Regions from separate parts of the Zea mays genome. Here region 2 is linked to region 1. Evidence: chromatin contacts called from public Hi-C data. All regions are on one chromosome and are shown on one strand. Each heading gives the region's core, a stretch centred on a gene start, on an enhancer-like site or on the middle of the called end of the contact. The rest is flanking DNA. Distances are from core to core; before and after follow the strand shown. Region 1 has its middle 5.1 kb from the start of MIR166m. Region 2 holds the start of LOC100216736.

Region 1 (4,936 bases), core at 1,345-3,844:
CTGAATGCAGTTATACGTCGTGTTGTTGCAGAAAGTGGAGGACAAGACGACGAGCTGCGGCGATACGTGCAGCGAGCGAGCGCATGCAGCTGGCGGAACCGCAGCCTTCGCATAACTCCTTTGGCATTCGGGCAGCCGGCCGGGCAGGTAGGTGTGGCACAATAAAAACAAGCCAGCGGAAGGAGCAGCATGCAGTCAGCAGACGGACGACGACGCAGCGTAAAAGCTTGGCAGCAGCGGAGTAGCCCCCGACCGGCGCTTATGTGCCAACTGCCAGGCCCGCCGGGTGGAACACGCCACCCGTGGGAAAGCCTCTCCCCTCCCGTGGAACACGCATCCTGCTGGCGGGTCCCCAACGGTCAGACGGGTGCCGCGCTGGGCGTTGCCGCCCGCCCCTCCTCCTCCTCCTCCTCCTCCGCGCGCGCGGGAAACGGACGGGCCTGCCACTGCCCACCTGCCAGCCAGTGTCGGCGAGGCCGGAGGGGTCGGGGCCCCAGGAGCTCGCGCGAGTCGCTCCCTCCCGCGTCCCGAGGAGGCGCGCGGCGTGGGCGCCCCCCCGTTCTGTGTCACCGGCACCGGCAGGAGGCCAGGAGCGCTGCTGCGCCTGCGTGGGCGCCCGCCGTAGTCCCGTACCTGCCGATCTATCTATAGCTCTATCTACGCTGTACACCCTGTGAGCTGTGAGTGAGTGGCCTGCACAGCCGCACTCGCTGCGTGCGTGCGCGTCTGCCGGTGCCGGACTCCTTGAAAACCCATTGGCCACGGCGGTGATCGTATTCGATTAGGTTTGTGTAAAATCATAAGGAAGGAATTTGCGACCATGCCAGCCTGCCTGCCTGTCTGCTCACGGTTCATGTCTGCGTGAATTTCGCTCTTGGCTCTTTGTGACGACGCCAGCTCTATCATTGTCTATATATCCAGTGAACGAGTGGTGGTCTCTGTCAAAATGTGAGCCCGGAAGTCAAAACGCACAGGCACAGAGCCTCCTCGAGATACGCGAAGGTACGTTTCGGACTGCTGCAACGCGACCTGCCGACCTCTGCTGCTTTTCGCGGCAAGAAAGCCACGCCAGCTCTTACTCTTCTGCCTACTACATACGTGGCGGCCACATGTGTAATTCACTTTTTACACGCTGCTTGCTTTTCTTTTCTAATGTGAACCCAACGACTCCCAAACTTCTCCCAAAATGCATAACTCGGCCTGGACGTTTCCTTCTTTCTGCGTCCACTGAATGAAATAGACCATGATCTGGATCCCCCCCCCCCCCTCCTGGTGAGTCCACTGTTTGCTATTCGGGAGCTCATGCCAAGGGGCGGATCAATTTGGTAGATATTCATCGACGGCTTCCGAAGCTATTTTTCCTCTTTACATACCTCAGAACATATAGCCGGAAAAAAATCTTTAGGATATAAAGAATCTCTTTTACAGCCCCTCACATACAACAGTTGTTGGTCCATATAAATAGAAGAAAAACAAATTACTAAAAAGTTATTTTGCAAATTTTAATATATTTTTGTGGGCCTCCAAGTGGTGGATGTGAGGGAATGTAAAAGATGATGTTTACATTCGGTATCTACAAAATTTTATTTCATATAGCCGCTCCTCACGTGATTCTCTGACTCTCAGAATCATTTAGCGTTCTGTGAAAACGATAAACAACAGAAAGTAAAGGAGCATGTTTAGAAATGCGAGGATAGCGAAGAGAAATCTCATTATACTTCTTGCGCTCTAGGCGCTTTGAAGATGTTGATTCGTTGTCGGAGGTTGAGGGCACGGATAAGTCGGTCTCGTAGTAGACCACATTCTCCATCTTCTTTTATCTTCTTGCTGCCCCTCTTCTTGTGTGACTTGATGGAATCGGTGGATTCTTCCTTGTCCTCTATGTGCTTGTCGTTGAATATCTTGACCTTCTTTGATAGAGTCTTGTTGTCATGCTTCTTTCCATAGGACTCAGGATTTTCACCAGTGGGCACCTCCTTTTTGGCGTATTCACCAGACATCACTCCGAGTTGTTAGACTCTAATAAGGTGATATGCTCCGATACCAATTGAAAGTCACCTAGAGTGGGGTGAATAGGCGATAACATATGTTGTATTTTAGATGACTTGGGTGTTTGGTTTTATGGACTAATTTTTAGTTACTGCATTTTATTCCATTTTAGTCCCTAAATTACCGAATATGGAAACTAAATAGAGTTTTAGTTTCCGTAGGTGTGGGCACAATAAAAACAAGCCAGTGGAAGGAGCAGCATGCAGTCAGCAGACGGACGACGACGCAGCGTAAAAGCTTGGCAGCAGCCTAGTAGGTAGTAGCCCCCGACCGGCGAGTATGTGCCAACTGCCAGGCCCGCCGGTCTGGGGACACGCCACCCGTGGGAAAGCCAACAAGCAGGCTCTCCCCTCCCGTGGAACACGCAGCCTGCAGGCGGGTCCCCAACGGTCAGACGGGTGCCGCGCTGGGCGTTGCCGCCCGCCCCTCCTCCGCGCGCGCGGGAAACGGACGGGCCTGCCACTGCCCAGCCAGCCAGTGTCGGCGTTCGGCGAGGCCGGAGGGGTCGGGGCCCCCAGGCCCCAGGAGCTCGCGCGAGTCGCTCCCCCCGCGTCCCGAGGAGGCGTGGCGTGGGTGCCCCCCGTTCTGTGTCACCGGCAGGAGGCCAGGAGCGCTGCTCCGCCTGCGCGGGCCGGTGGATTGGCTAGGCTCTCGGCGCCCGCCGTAGTCCCGTACCTGCCGATCTGTAGCTAACCCATTGGCCACGGCGGTGATCGTATTCGATTAGGTTTGTGTAAAATCATCAAGGAAGGAATTTGCGACCATGCCTGCCTGTCTGCTCTCACGGTTCATGTCTGCGTGAATTTCGCTCTTGGCTCTTTGTGACGACGCCAGCTCTATCATTGTCTATATATCCAGTGAACGAGTGGTCTCTGTCAAAATGTGAGCCAGGAAGTCAAAACGCACAGGCACAGAGCCTCCTCGAGATACGCGAAGGTACGTTTCGGACTGCTGCAACGCGACCTCTGCTGCTTTTCGCGGCAAGAAAGCCACGCCAGCTCTTACTCTTCTGCCTACTACATACGTGGCGGCCGGCCACATGTGTAATTCATTTCTTACACGGTTGCTTTTGGGCCTGGACGTTTCCTTCTTTCTGCGTCCACTGACCGGCTGATTGGTTGTTCGGCTGGGTAGAGCCTGGTTTAGACCCAGATGCAGGCTGAGCCTAGCATGCATACATGGATGCAACTAGTTAATTTGTTACGTGTTTGGTTTCCTGTACCGACTCAGCCAGGATTTAATGAGCTCGTGTTTAGTTTCCTGTACCGACTCATCCAGGATTTAATGAGCTCGTGTTTGGTTTTCCTGTACCGACTGATTAAATCTACAGAGCTACCCTACGCTGTTTTAGTGGTTTTCAGGTGTATATACTTGTATTATGCTCAAAACAGAAAAGAACAGAAAATTAAACGTCTGATAATCACTTGTAAACGTCTGGTTAAAGATCTGAGGCTGAAAACAAGTAAATTGTATTAAACAGTATATACAAGTATATACAAGCATAAAACAAGAAAAGATCTTTAAAAAGAAAAGATCTTTTCTGTTTAACAGATGTTCTTCGACAGAAGTACATACAAGCATAATCAGCTTAATAGACGTTTAATCAGATTAACAGACGTTTTTCTGTTTAATTTAAACGTCTGATAATCTGATATTTTCTGTTTTGAGCATAAAACAAGTATATACAAGCATAGAACAGATCTTTAACCAGATTAGCCTCAAAAGAACAGATCTTTAAACAAGTAAATTAAACAGACGCTGTAATAATCAGTAAACAGTAGTATGAATTAACCAGATTTACACAGATTTACACAAATTAACACAGATGCTGTAATAAACAGTAAACAGTAACCAGATTAGCCTCAAAAGAACAGATCTTTAACCAGATTTACACAGCATACAAATGTTCTTTGACAGATTATCAGCTACTATGAATTATCAGCTACACTTATTTTTACATGCATGGAGAGTTTGAGCAATCAGCTACTATGAATTATCAGCTACATTACAAGTGAATCTGAAATAGCAGATAAACTCAAATAGCAGATAAACCCATTTGGTCACACAAGACAACAAGACTTGAAACAAGTGAATTTGAAACACCAAAACCAAACAGAAGAGAAAGCATCTGAAACAGCATAGACATCCTCTTTCATCCAATTTGCTCAAACAGAAGAGAAAGTAGACACTAAATAGGACAAGTGAGTTTTTGGGACTTATGACTTGAAACAAGTGAATCTGAAACACCAAAACAAGTACTAGCTCATGAGGTCTGGCACTTAGGACTTCAATCAAGTGAATCTGAAACACCAAAACCAAACAGCAAAATAGAAATTGCGGCACTAACCCTTGTCAGTCCTTAAACCAGATCAAGTGAATCAAGATAGGACACTAGGACTTGTAAATATGAAATAGTTATTAATATTAGCCTCAGCTCAGTAAAATTGATCCTACATGACAGTGTAGCCAGCTACTAAATAGTGATAAAGGATATAGATAGGAGTATCAGTTCTCAAAAACCAAAACTAGATCAAGTGTGGCATATCTGTTCTTAAACACCAAAACAACAAAACAACATAAATGACTGTTATTAGTGGCTGGCTAACTGAGTAGGCTTAATATTCACTTTAGTTATCATCATTGGCATAAAGGACACACACATCAGATCAAGTGTAGCATATCAGTTCTCAAACAGGGAAATCCATAGGACTCAGGGAAACATCATTGTTCTCAAGTACCAAATCTGTTCTTAATCAGGATAAAGGAGAGACACATCAGATAAACTGTAGCATATCTGTTCTTAAACAGGGAAACCCATTGAACTCAGGGATACATCATTGTTCTAGACAGACATTGCTGCACTCAGGGATACATCAGTTGTGGTAGT
Region 2 (5,513 bases), core at 732-3,231, 260 kb after region 1:
TGGTTTGTACTGGACGTGACAGCCATGTGTGTGGTGAGCAGTACTGTACTACTAGTGAAAACGGGAATCATTCCCGTACAATGCCAAAGCTATTGCCAGTCTATCAGTAAAAGTCACCATGCGGCCCAGCGATAAAACATGGGTCCTAGGGGATGTTTCATGCCTAGGTTCCCGCGATAACCCATCACTTTTTTAATCGAAACTAAACTGTTTGGGTTGTGTATGGCTTTGGTCGCGTGTGTGTGGATTGCACATTGCAGTGGCAGCATGCCAGCATTTACATTTCGCTACGTGATCCAACGAATTCATGGTCTACGTTTCAACCAATGGTACCAGATGCGCGAATGTGATCGCGATGAATATAATGGCCGATTTCTAGCTGCGTCGAAAATGGCGCGAGGGGGAGAATGAGTGGCGCGGCAGCGGCTTACTCGGTGCCTGGTTGACGACGTAGGCGGCGCCGGCGAAGTCGCAGGTTCCGATGGACCGGCCCTTGCGCTGGTAGTAGTCGTTGAAGGCGTAGGATGCGTGCGCGACCATGGTGTTGGGCTCGAAGCACGCCGCGCCGGGCTGGATGGCCTTGCAGTCCGCGCCGCCGGGGCCGCACGCGTAGTCCAGCGCCGCCTGGAGCCGATGCTCCCCGGCCATCGCGTTCGCCACGCACCACGCCTCCCCGGTCGTCACCTTCACCCCGCTCGGCGGGTTGGTGCTGGTGCTGCTCGCCCCGCCGCCGTTCTCCTGCCACCCGAGGCCGCCGTTGCCCTGGCTGGCGCCGCCGCCGCCGAGGACGAACTCGACGTCGTACACCTTCTGCTGGTTCGGGTAGAAGACGCCGTAGTTGCGCTCGGAGGTCGGCCCGGGCTTCTGGTTCTCGTTGAAGAGCGCGAAGAGGTACACGTCGATGTCGGCGTCGGGGCGGCGCGGGGTGCCGGCGTTGCCGGAGAGCACGCGGCGGGCCAGGTTGCCGTTGTACGCCGCGGCGTTGGCCGCCGAAGCGCCCGCCTCGTTGGCGTCGCCCTTGGACGGCCACCCCGTCTCGGAGACCACGACGCGCACGCCGTTGTAGCCCTCCCCGAGCCTGCTGACCGCGGCGAACACGGCGTCCAGCTGCGCGTCGAGGAGGCTGTAGTACTTGAGGCCGTTCCCGGCGTCGAGCACGCCGGCGTTGGGGCGGAACAGGGCGTAGTCGAGGGAGATGTCTCCCGCATTGCCGGAGTAAGCGAAGAACGGGTACGCGTTCACCATGAGGTACGACCCGGTCTGCGCCAGGAAGTCGAGCATGGGCTTCATGACGGCCTGCGCGAGGTCCTCCCGGAACGCGCCCGCCGAGGACGGGTAGGACGACGCGAGCGCCGTGAGCGCGATGGGCGACGACACCTTGACGGCCCCGTCGAGGCCCAGCCTGGCCAGCGCGGCGTGCACGTTGGCCATGGCCGGGACCAGCTGCGCCGTCACGTTCTTGGCCGACGCGAACACCTCGTTGCCCACGGCGATGCCCTGGATCTGCGTGGCCGGGTGGTACGCCGCCACGTTCCGGCGCACCCACAGCAGCGCGTAGGACGCGCGCGACGCCGCCGCCGCGACCTGCTCGTTGGGCAGCGCCACCACCACCTTGATGCCGGTGTTCGCGAGGGCGCGCAGCACGGTGGGGTCGGCGTCGTACAGCTTCACCTGCGCGACGCCCTGCTGCTTGAGCAGCTGCACAACCGCCGCTGGGTTGGGCAGGTTGTTCGCCACGCGGCCGTAGTTCACGCCCACCGTCCCCGCCTCTGCAACCAGAGCAAACCACACATCAGTCACCAAACATCCACCTGTGTTGCCGCATTGTCACTTCCTTGATCTTTGCGTGATCCGGTGGTGTTTACCTGCCGGAGAAAGGAGGAGCAGAACCGCCGCGGCGAGGAAGACGGCGGCGAGGAGAGGGCGTGGGGGCGCCATGCTCTGCTCTGCGGCGCGGCGAGGCAGAGCAAAGAGGGGGTGAGTGGACGAGTGTGGGGCGGAAGGAAAGCGCGGAGATTGGGGATTTATGGCCGGTGACCTCGTCACGCTAGCCCGTTTGGGGCGGTAAGGGAAAAGTGGCGGGTGTGGGGCACGTCGCGGCGGGCTCGGCTCGTGCGCGGGGTGGTGTGGTGGTGGGGCGACGTGGAGGCAGGCATGTCATGTGGCGGTAGGCGCGGGTGTTGCTGTTGCCTGGCTGGTGGTGCGCGTGGGATTGGGATCCAGCCGTCCTGTGGCAATGGAAAGCGAAGGAGCCGGGGAGCGCCGGCCGCCGGGGGTAGTAGTACGAGGCTGCAAGGGCAGCATGGCCCCGCTCGCGGCGACCGTTGTTCCGCTGCGTGACGGGGCCCAGCGTACGGGCGTTTCGGCTGGGGGCGTCTGGTGGTTAGTGGCTAATCAATGTGGACGCTGTGACTGTAGTGCGATGGATGAGATTTGATGCCAGTTGCTGCTCTGCTCATCCCAACGGCTCGAAAATCTTTTATGTTCTGTCCTGTTTGGTGCCGTTGAAACAAAACCCTTTTTTCCGTGTGCATTTACGTAGCACTTCTGATGAGTGAGTGAATGAATGATACTGACGCAAGTGGTATTACCACGGTGGTCCCTGCATGCGAGGAACTAGCACAGTTGACTCAATGACTACTATACGTCGTGATAAGTACAGTATTTTTGTATGCAGGAAGACACTGTTTTTTCCCGTGTGTGTGTTCAAGCAGGCCTGAGCCGTCCAGAGTGGAAGTGTCTAGTGTCACTGTTGCAGCACTGCGACAGGGGTAACAAGGATCGGATAAGTCGTGGTATTTTTGGTTGGCTTCAGAACTTGTTGAAAGGCAAAGGGAAGATATGGGTTTTGGTTGGTGCAGATTAACACGAAGCAGTAGCCAGTAGCTGTCAAACTTTGGCCGCCCACTGTACTGCTGCTGCAGTGGCTAAGTTCCGGAAGACGGCGAACTCCGCTCCGCCCGACCAAGGGCTCGAACTCGGGCTCAGCCCCGGAAGACGACGAACTCCGCTTCGCCCAACCCCAGGGCTCGTACTCCGCCCTGGCCTCTGCCGAACGACCTCCGCCTCGCCCGACACAGGGGCTCGGGCTCGGCCTCGGCCATGGAAGACAGACTCGACCTCGGCTTCGGAGGAGCCTCCACGTCGCCCAACCTAGGGCGTAGGCCAGCCACGTCAACGGGAAGCGCCATCATCACCCTACCCCGAGCTGACTCGGGCCACAGAGAACAAGACCGGTGTCCCATCTGGCTAGCTCCGCCAGATAGGCAATGATGGCGCCCCGCATGCTCTGTGACGACGGCGGCTCTCAGCTCTCTTACGGAAGCAGGAGGACGTCAGCAAGGACTCAACCGCTCCGACAGCTGTCCCTCCATCAGGCTCCGTCGCTCCTCCGACGGCCATGACATCACACCAGCTGGGTGCCAAATTCTCTCCGGCTGCCACATCGGCATGTACTTAGGGCGCTAGCTCTCCCCCGCTAGACACGTAGCACTCTACTACACCCCCATTGTACACCTGGATCCTCTCCTTACGCCTATAAAAGGAAGGACCAGGGCCCTCTTAGAGAGGGTTGGCCGCGCGGGGACGAGGACGGGACAGACGCTCTCTTGGGGCCGCTCGCTTCCCTCTCCCGCGTGGACGCTTGTAACCCCCTACTGCAAGCGCACCCGACCTGGGCGCGGGACGAACACGAAGGCCGCGAGATTCCCACCTCTCTCACGCCGGTCACCGGCCGCCTCGCTCCTTCCCCCCTTCGCGTTCGCCCACGCGCTCGACCCATCTGGGCTGGGGCACGCAGCGACACTCACTCGTCGGCCCGAGGGACCCCTCGGTCTCGAAACGCGGACAGTGCCGTTGAAACAAAACCCTTTTTTCCGTGTGCATTTACGTAGCACTTCTGATGAGTGAGTGAATGAGACTGACGCAGGTGGTATTACCACGGTGCCCCCTGCGACGAACTAGCACAGCTAGAGACAGCCAAACGAGCCGCCTGGTCTGGCCCAGACCAGGTGAAGCCCGACCTATTTTAGGTCCGATCCATCAGACACAGTTAGAAAACCGGGCCGGACCGTTAAACCCGCGGGGACCACCGTTTTCTTGTCGGAGCCCGGCCCGTAGCGGGCCTAAACGGACCGGGCCGGCTTGTTTAGCACGGAAAAAGCAGGCCGAAAAACGGGTTAAACGGGTCGTGTTTAGTTTTTTGTCCGAGTCTGGACCGTTTATTCGTGTCGGGCTCGGATCAGATCCAAACAGCGGGTTTCGTACCGGGCTCACGAGGCTTGTGTTTATTGGCCGTCTATAAGCACAGTTGACTCTATGACTACTATACGTTGTGATAAGTACAGTATATTTGTATGCAGGAAGACACTGTTCTTCCCCCCTTGAGAAACACAGATATGCGTGTGTGTGTTCAAGCAGGCCTGAGCCGTCCAGAGTGGAAGTGCCTAATGTCACTGTTGCAGCACTGCGACAGGGTAACAAGGATCGGATAAGTCGTGGTATTTTTGGTTGGCTTCAGAACTTGTTGAAAGGCAAAGGGAAGATATGGTTTTTGGTTGGTGCAGATTAACACGAAGCAGTAGCTGTCAAACTTTGGCCGCCCACTGTACACTGCTGCTGCAGTACTTTCCTGTCCACCACCGGACAAGCTACGCCGCTACGCTGGGGTAGTCGACAAAGGTCCCGCCGCTAACTGTAGCTCCCGGCGACTTAGACTGTCTCCAACAACGTCCTCTATATTCATCCTCTATATCTGTCCTTTACAGTCTCATCTAAAAGATTTCATCCTCTATATCTTATTTCTCTCCAACAACATCCTCTAAATCATGTACTCTATACTCAAATACTCATATTAAAGACATTTTTAAATTTTATTTTTTTGTACATATGTATTTATCACGCTCTGAAATGTATTGTATATATTTTAGTTTTGCTAAACCGGTTATTTAAAGTAGTCAAATGGATAGAGTACCGTTTAGAGAAACTCTATATATAGAGAATCCAGCAGCGTCCTCTAAATTTAAAGGACCGTTTAGAGGACATTGCTGGAGAGCGTAGAGGACCGTTTGGTCCTCTATATTTAGGGTAGAGAACCCTTTAAGGGGCCTTGTTGGAGCCAGCCTTACGCTGACCGTAAAACACAGCCCTCGTCTCCAAATAAACCCTGCTGCCTCTTGTTCGTTCGCACTGCCATCATCCATCCCCATCGCGGAGAATCTCAGTACGTGCAACGCCTGCCCCTGCCGCGTGACACCGACAGCGCTCGTTCGCGCGCTGGGCTCGTCGTCGACAGCGACTTGGACGCGTGGTCCCTCCGGGGGTCGGAGGACGTGTGGTGACAGCCGGCATCCGTCGACTTATAGTGTGTTTGGTTTGCGGAATCACTCTATACTTAATGAGGGCATGCATCATAGGTTCATTCCATCAATTTTAATGGAATCAACACACTCCTCATTTATATACTAATTATTATGTTATGAGGAATGGGGTGATGATGAATCAACTCATTATAT

The links. Hi-C and Micro-C count contacts between places; a contact is called where the count stands out from the background.
Region 2: a Hi-C map of bundle sheath shows a contact between it and region 1, with 2.8 times the contacts expected there. The contact joins the promoter of LOC100216736 here to the enhancer-like site in region 1. A contact is called at or near these places in 3 of 25 Hi-C or Micro-C datasets (bundle sheath, ear and tassel).

What each region holds. Positions count from the first base shown.
Region 1 is chr5:219,024,312-219,029,247 of Zm-B73-REFERENCE-NAM-5.0, forward strand. It overlaps the pseudogene LOC103628878. Among protein-coding and RNA genes, the nearest start is that of MIR166m, 5.1 kb to the left of the region's middle. Within about 2 kb of position 2,595, at least 19 of the 20 cell types and tissues checked have an H3K27ac peak or open chromatin away from gene starts, as enhancers often do. A contact at or near this core is called in bundle sheath, ear and tassel, where this site is marked.
Region 2 is chr5:219,289,615-219,295,127 of Zm-B73-REFERENCE-NAM-5.0, forward strand. It overlaps LOC100216736, which reads right to left and starts at 1,982. Exons shown (of 3, transcript NM_001143141.2): 1 at 1,866-1,982; 2 at 432-1,769. The coding sequence starts at 1,938.